Regions from separate parts of the Mus musculus genome. Here region 2 is linked to region 1. The links are chromatin contacts, called in public Hi-C maps. All regions are on one chromosome and are shown on one strand. Each heading gives the region's core, a stretch centred on a gene start, on an enhancer-like site or on the middle of the called end of the contact. The rest is flanking DNA. Distances are from core to core; before and after follow the strand shown.

The links. A called contact is a pair of places that touch in the nucleus more often than the background predicts.
Region 2: a contact with region 1 is called in a Hi-C map of embryonic fibroblasts, with 2.4 times the contacts expected there. The contact joins the enhancer-like site here to the promoter of Rxfp3 in region 1. A contact is called at or near these places in 10 of 39 promoter capture datasets (the 3T3-L1 cell line, the HPC-7 cell line, cranial neural crest and 6 more), 1 of 15 datasets of contacts at CTCF or cohesin (the NIH/3T3 cell line), 18 of 484 Hi-C or Micro-C datasets (the 3T3-L1 cell line, adipose-derived mesenchymal stem cells, cerebellum and 11 more), 1 of 115 datasets of contacts at active chromatin or transcription factors (embryonic limb bud) and 4 of 9 other capture datasets (adipose tissue, embryonic stem cells, liver and 1 more).

The regions. Positions count from the first base shown.
Region 1 is chr15:11,036,594-11,039,293 of GRCm38.p6, reverse strand. Rxfp3 (relaxin family peptide receptor 3) reads left to right here and starts at 1,326. Exons shown (of 1, transcript NM_178717.3): 1 at 1,326-2,700. The coding sequence starts at 2,010.
Region 2 is chr15:11,159,669-11,162,444 of GRCm38.p6, reverse strand. All of the region lies in intron 3 of Adamts12 (a disintegrin-like and metallopeptidase (reprolysin type) with thrombospondin type 1 motif, 12), which reads right to left. Among named protein-coding and RNA genes, the nearest start is that of Adamts12, 96 kb to the right of the region's middle. Within about 2 kb of position 1,489, at least 23 of the 459 cell types and tissues checked have an H3K27ac peak or open chromatin away from gene starts, as enhancers often do. A contact at or near this core is called in the NIH/3T3 cell line, embryonic fibroblasts, muscle stem cells and 1 more, where this site is marked.

The DNA.
Region 1 (2,700 bases), core at 77-2,576:
CACTCGTCAGTATTTCTGAGCTCTATCTAATCCCCTTGGCTTCATTTCTTTAGTGGCCAGAAGTCAATAGGACTCTCTTCTTAATAATATCAGCAGCCCCTATGCTCAGTGTCTGTCTCAGTGTCTGCCTCCTGACAGTCTCAGGAAGTTCAAACTTCATTAGACATGGTTTATGATTCATTTTGCTTTGTTTTTCTACTTATATTACAATCACACAACTCTTAACTATTTGTATCACCCATCTGAGTGTGAACTCTACAGATTGTACTTACCATAAAGTCTTCTAGTCATGGAATAACACCTAACAAAGCGAGGCTAAGTAAGTATTTGTTAGATGAGTGAGCAGACTAAGACCTTTACTGCATAGGACTTTCCGTATCACCACAGGTTTCCTTGGTTTTCAGTAGCCCTTGAAATACAATAAAAAAGAAAGAAATTGGCAGAGGAAGAAAACGCTTTTTTAAAGTGAGAACGTGCGCTTGAAGGCGAGGCTATAAAGCCAGGATGCAAGGAGGGGTCCACAGAAGCACAGAATTACCAGGGCAGAGAACTTCAACATATTAAAACTGATCGAAGGCCAGTTGATTTTTTTTTTTACTGAAGCTCTTGCGACCTCTATTGGTAAAATCGAGAAATGCAGCGTCTGCAGCGAAGTGCCCTTTTAAAGTCCACTTTGGAATTAAGACTGTTTAAGGTTGCCGAGGACCTCTTTTCTCTTTTATTGTTCCTTTGACTGATTACAAGTCTTTATCTCTTTCGCTCCATCTGTCCGTATATCCCCAATTACTGTTAGTAAAGTCAAGTATTATCCCAGAAGTGAGGGCAATTACTGCATGCTTAGCATACTTGTTTTTCAGGTTAGTTCTTCTGTCAAGAAAACACTTCAGCTTCCTTAAGTCCTTCTAAGAGCAACTAACCTGGCATCTAAATAAACTGCAAAGTTGAGACGTAACACGTCTCCCCCTCCCCACGGCCCCCTGTAGCTTCAGTTCTTAAAATATACTCAATTCCAGGCAAACATCAACCCTTAGAATTCTGCCAATCTGACACCAGGTAAGTGTTCAGCTAATTAGAGGGGAGATGGGGCTTCAGTTTGAGTACTAGGAAAAGATTGGTTATTTGATTTAAAGAACAAAGGGTGTTACTATTGTGTAAGTGGGAGAAACAAACTATTGTGTTAAGGTGGGGAGAAAGGAGAAAAAAAAACCTCGTCCTAATAAAAATAAGAAAGGAAGAAAGCAGACTCAGACTCACTCCAGACACCGAGAAAATAAAAGACTAAGACCACTCCTTCTGCAACTTGGAACAAAGGGGAGTTAGTTGCCAGTAGACTCTGCCTCTCCCTGCGTGGCGCGCGGGGTTCAGCACTTCGGAAAGCACCCCCATCTTCTCGCACGGAGATTATGCAAGCTCTTCGGGGCTCTCAGCAGAGGTGGGTGCCAATGTAACTCATCAAACGCTGGCAACTCACTGGGGGTTGACAATATCGGACACACAGAAAACACCAACGGAGCTCCAGGAAGTGATGGCGTGAATCAGCCTTCAGGCAGTCAGAGCGAGACACAGATGTCCACGATCTGTTTTCCTCTAGAAGGAGAGAAACTCCTCCGGGCAACCTCAGAAGCCAACAAAGGTACTGGGAGAGCCGTGCTCCTGAGTAGGGGACTGCATCTAAGTGACAGCAGGAAAGCAGAGGGGTATGACTCAGTCTTAGAGTAGGTAGCTGGAGACTCAGTTCTCACCAGGAGGAACCTTGATCCCCAGCCACTTGCCTAGAACTATCCTCTCTTCTAAACCCACCAAGAACTGATGCTGAGTGCAGCCAACCCCTGCGCCCAAGGCGGTTCTGGGCGCCAACGCGGCTCAGCATCCAGTTTCCAGGAGCCCTTTTGAGCGTCTACATAGAAAGCTCAGGCACCTGCTTTGCGCGCCCGCCTGGGTACCACACCCGGAGCAAGCGCTGACTCTCGGTAGTCGGCTTGCAGAACGTGACTAAGGCGCACCTGAGCATGCAGGTGGCTTCTGCAACCCCCGCGGCCACCGTGAGGAAAGCAGCTGCGGGTGATGAGCTCTCAGAATTCTTCGCTCTGACCCCAGACTTGCTGGAAGTGGCCAACGCCAGCGGCAATGCGTCGCTGCAGCTTCAGGATCTGTGGTGGGAGCTGGGGCTAGAGTTGCCAGACGGTGCGGCGCCTGGGCATCCTCCGGGTGGCGGCGGGGCAGAGAGCACAGACACTGAGGCCAGGGTACGGATCCTCATCAGCGCGGTTTACTGGGTGGTTTGTGCCCTGGGACTGGCCGGCAACCTGCTGGTTCTCTACCTGATGAAGAGCAAGCAAGGCTGGCGCAAATCCTCCATCAACCTCTTTGTCACTAACCTGGCACTGACTGACTTTCAGTTCGTGCTCACTCTGCCCTTTTGGGCTGTGGAGAACGCACTAGACTTCAAGTGGCCCTTCGGCAAGGCCATGTGTAAGATCGTGTCCATGGTGACATCCATGAACATGTACGCCAGCGTCTTCTTCCTCACTGCTATGAGCGTGGCGCGCTACCACTCGGTGGCCTCGGCTCTCAAGAGCCATCGGACCCGAGGGCGTGGCCGTGGCGACTGCTGCGGCCAGAGCTTGAGGGAGAGCTGCTGTTTTTCAGCCAAGGTGCTGTGTGGGTTGATCTGGGCTTCGGCTGCGCTGGCCTCGCTGC
Region 2 (2,776 bases), core at 240-2,739, 120 kb before region 1:
AAATTCATGACTTATCACACTTAAGAGACTCTACCTTTCTACCCTTTATATTACCAATGAGGAAATGGAAGCCAGGTTTTATACCATTCGCCTAACCCAGAGAACGGCTGAGGTGATACGGGGTGTAGTTTTCACACTTTCCAGTTCATTTATCTAAAGAGGAAAATCTAAATGCATGTGTCTATACATATGTAAGACTATCTCTGACTATACATATGGCTATATAACAAGAATCACTTTCTACCTAAAGTTAATTATGCAGCAATCTCAGGTATATCATTAATATGCATTAAATACACTTAGGTTTCTTTTAAGTAAAGCATTCTGGGGGAAACCAACACACAGTACTCAAAACACAGTGCAAAATAAAACACAAGGCCTGGCCAGGGACGTCGATCAACCTTCCTGCAGTGAGCTACCACTGCAAGCCAACAGAGGGACAATCCTTAGAGAAATTCTTATTCTGATCCAAAACATACCTTGACAGAATACAGGAAAGAGGCACACCTAGTTACCTGCTACATCCCAGCCTGGGATGTGTGGAAATGCCTGCTCTAAGACACGGAAGAGCACTTATTCAATCTTGACCCTCCCTACACATGTGCCCCGGGACCTTGGAACTGCAATGATACAACACAGACTGCCTTGTTTGTGAGACCTGATCATTGTTCTAGAGTGTTACCAGAATCAGGGCAGGGAGGAAGAGGCCAGGATGAACCAAGCGCCAATAGACCACTTAGAAAGTGCTGGAGAATCTGACTTGGGAAAGCAGCAGGGGGTAGCAGAAGGCAGACCTAGCGAGCTGACTGTTTAGGTGTATAGCAACTTATTATTTGGTTCATAAAAAGTATGATTCTTCAAATACTGAAAAATTTGGCAGATGTGATCTTAGGCAAAATGACTTCCTTAGAACCACTTCTCTCTTTAATTTAATGTCATGTCAGGAGAGGACCCCATTGGTTATATGTAGTCCTTCTGATACTTACTCGAGTAGGATGTCACAATATTTTATGTTTGGTTTTTATAATGTTTTCTCCATTCTTTCTCAGTCATCAGTAAGTCTATGAGGGCAGGGTCCAACTGGGCATGCTCAGGGTTTTTGTTCCTAGCTAAATTACCATTTCTTGAAGAAAGAAAAGTCAAGCAATGACATAAAAACAAAGTAAAAGTATTTTAGAACTTTCTAAGCTTTAGCAGATTCGTTCAGAAAGTCCCCTAAGAATCCACTCCTTTTTTGTACAGAAAGCTTGGAGCATAAAGCACATTGATAATTTTCTTAAATATTTTACCTAAAATCTAGCGTGTAAACTTTCCTCCTTCTGGAGAAACAGTTCTGTGGTGACTTATGGGGTTGCCAGCTGCTCCACAGGACAGGACTCTGTGGGAGTGGAAATGCCTGTTTTCTCAAACACTGTCATTAATCAGACCATGGGACAAGCACACAGCTAACGTTAATTACTGCCAAGAGACCACTTTTGCTTTGACTTGGGGACTCCTAGTGGTCTTGTAATGTTTGGCCTCAGCTTAGGCATGATCTCTGTCTATTCACTCTTGCAGGCTCTCACTGCACAACACAGATCCATCTGGTGAGCAAACATGTATCAAGGCAATAACCATTAAATAGAAGGCACACAGTCCATGCAATGCTGTTTCTCAAGGTGGAAATTAAATACAAGTTCAGAGGCATAGTCATTAATAAAGTATGATTTATTCACCATTTACTCATTTATCTAGCATTTAGCAGGTGCTTAGGATGGCAGCTTTGTCCTATAACTGATAACATTGCAGAGAACAAAAGAAAAGAAGTGTTCTCCCATGCAAAACTAAATTCTGGACATTAGAAGGCCCCAAGAGCAAAGAGCATTGGGTAATCACTAGAAATATTAAACAGTATAAAGGGTTTTCAAAGTAGTGGAGGCAAAGGTATGCTGGGTGGTGATCAAGGAAGGCTTCTCTGATTGGTTGATTTGGGGAAAGCACTTGAGTAGCCTAAGAGTATTTAGGCATTGTAGGATGGACTTTTGCAAGCAGAAAAAGCAGCCAGTGTAAGATGAACACTGGGGAGGCAGAGAAGGAAGAGGAAAGTAATCTGAGAGGAGGGAGAAGATGACCAGAATGCAGGAGGAGCAGGACCAGCAGCAGTCCTCCTAGGCAATCCAGGGTGGGGAGAGGAAATCATAGGGACAGCATTTGAACGGGACTAGAAGCATGCTAAGATGTTGATTGTGATGCTAGCTCAGGATGTAACTCTGTCCTATGGCCCACAAGAACCTGACAGCTATGCATAACCTAGGTTCAGAGGTCATTACTATTTCACAGGGTTGCTGTGGTCAGTAGCTGAGCCACCAGGATCTTACTTCTAGTTCATCTTCCAAGGCTCTGCCATAGTCCAGTTCAAACCATCCCCGAACACACACACACACACACACACACACACACACACACACACACACACTGAAAAAAATCTCAAGTTGGTGGGTGCTGTTTCTTGTCAGGAGGCTACTAATATCATGGACAAATTCCTTCAAGAGAGTGTGGGGGTTTTTTCAGAGTTAAATCAGTTCCACAAAGACAAAAACGTGTGTGTGTATGTGTGTGTGTGTGTGTGTGTGTGTGTGTGTGTGAGAGAGAGAGAGAGAGAGAGAGAGAGAGAGAGAGAGAGAGAGAGAGAGAGAGACAGTGTAGAGAATCTGGAAGTTAATGATTATGAGATCAATACTTTTCAGTTCTCTTCCCAGACAAGGGTTCTGCTAGATCTTTGGAATGCATGTGGGAA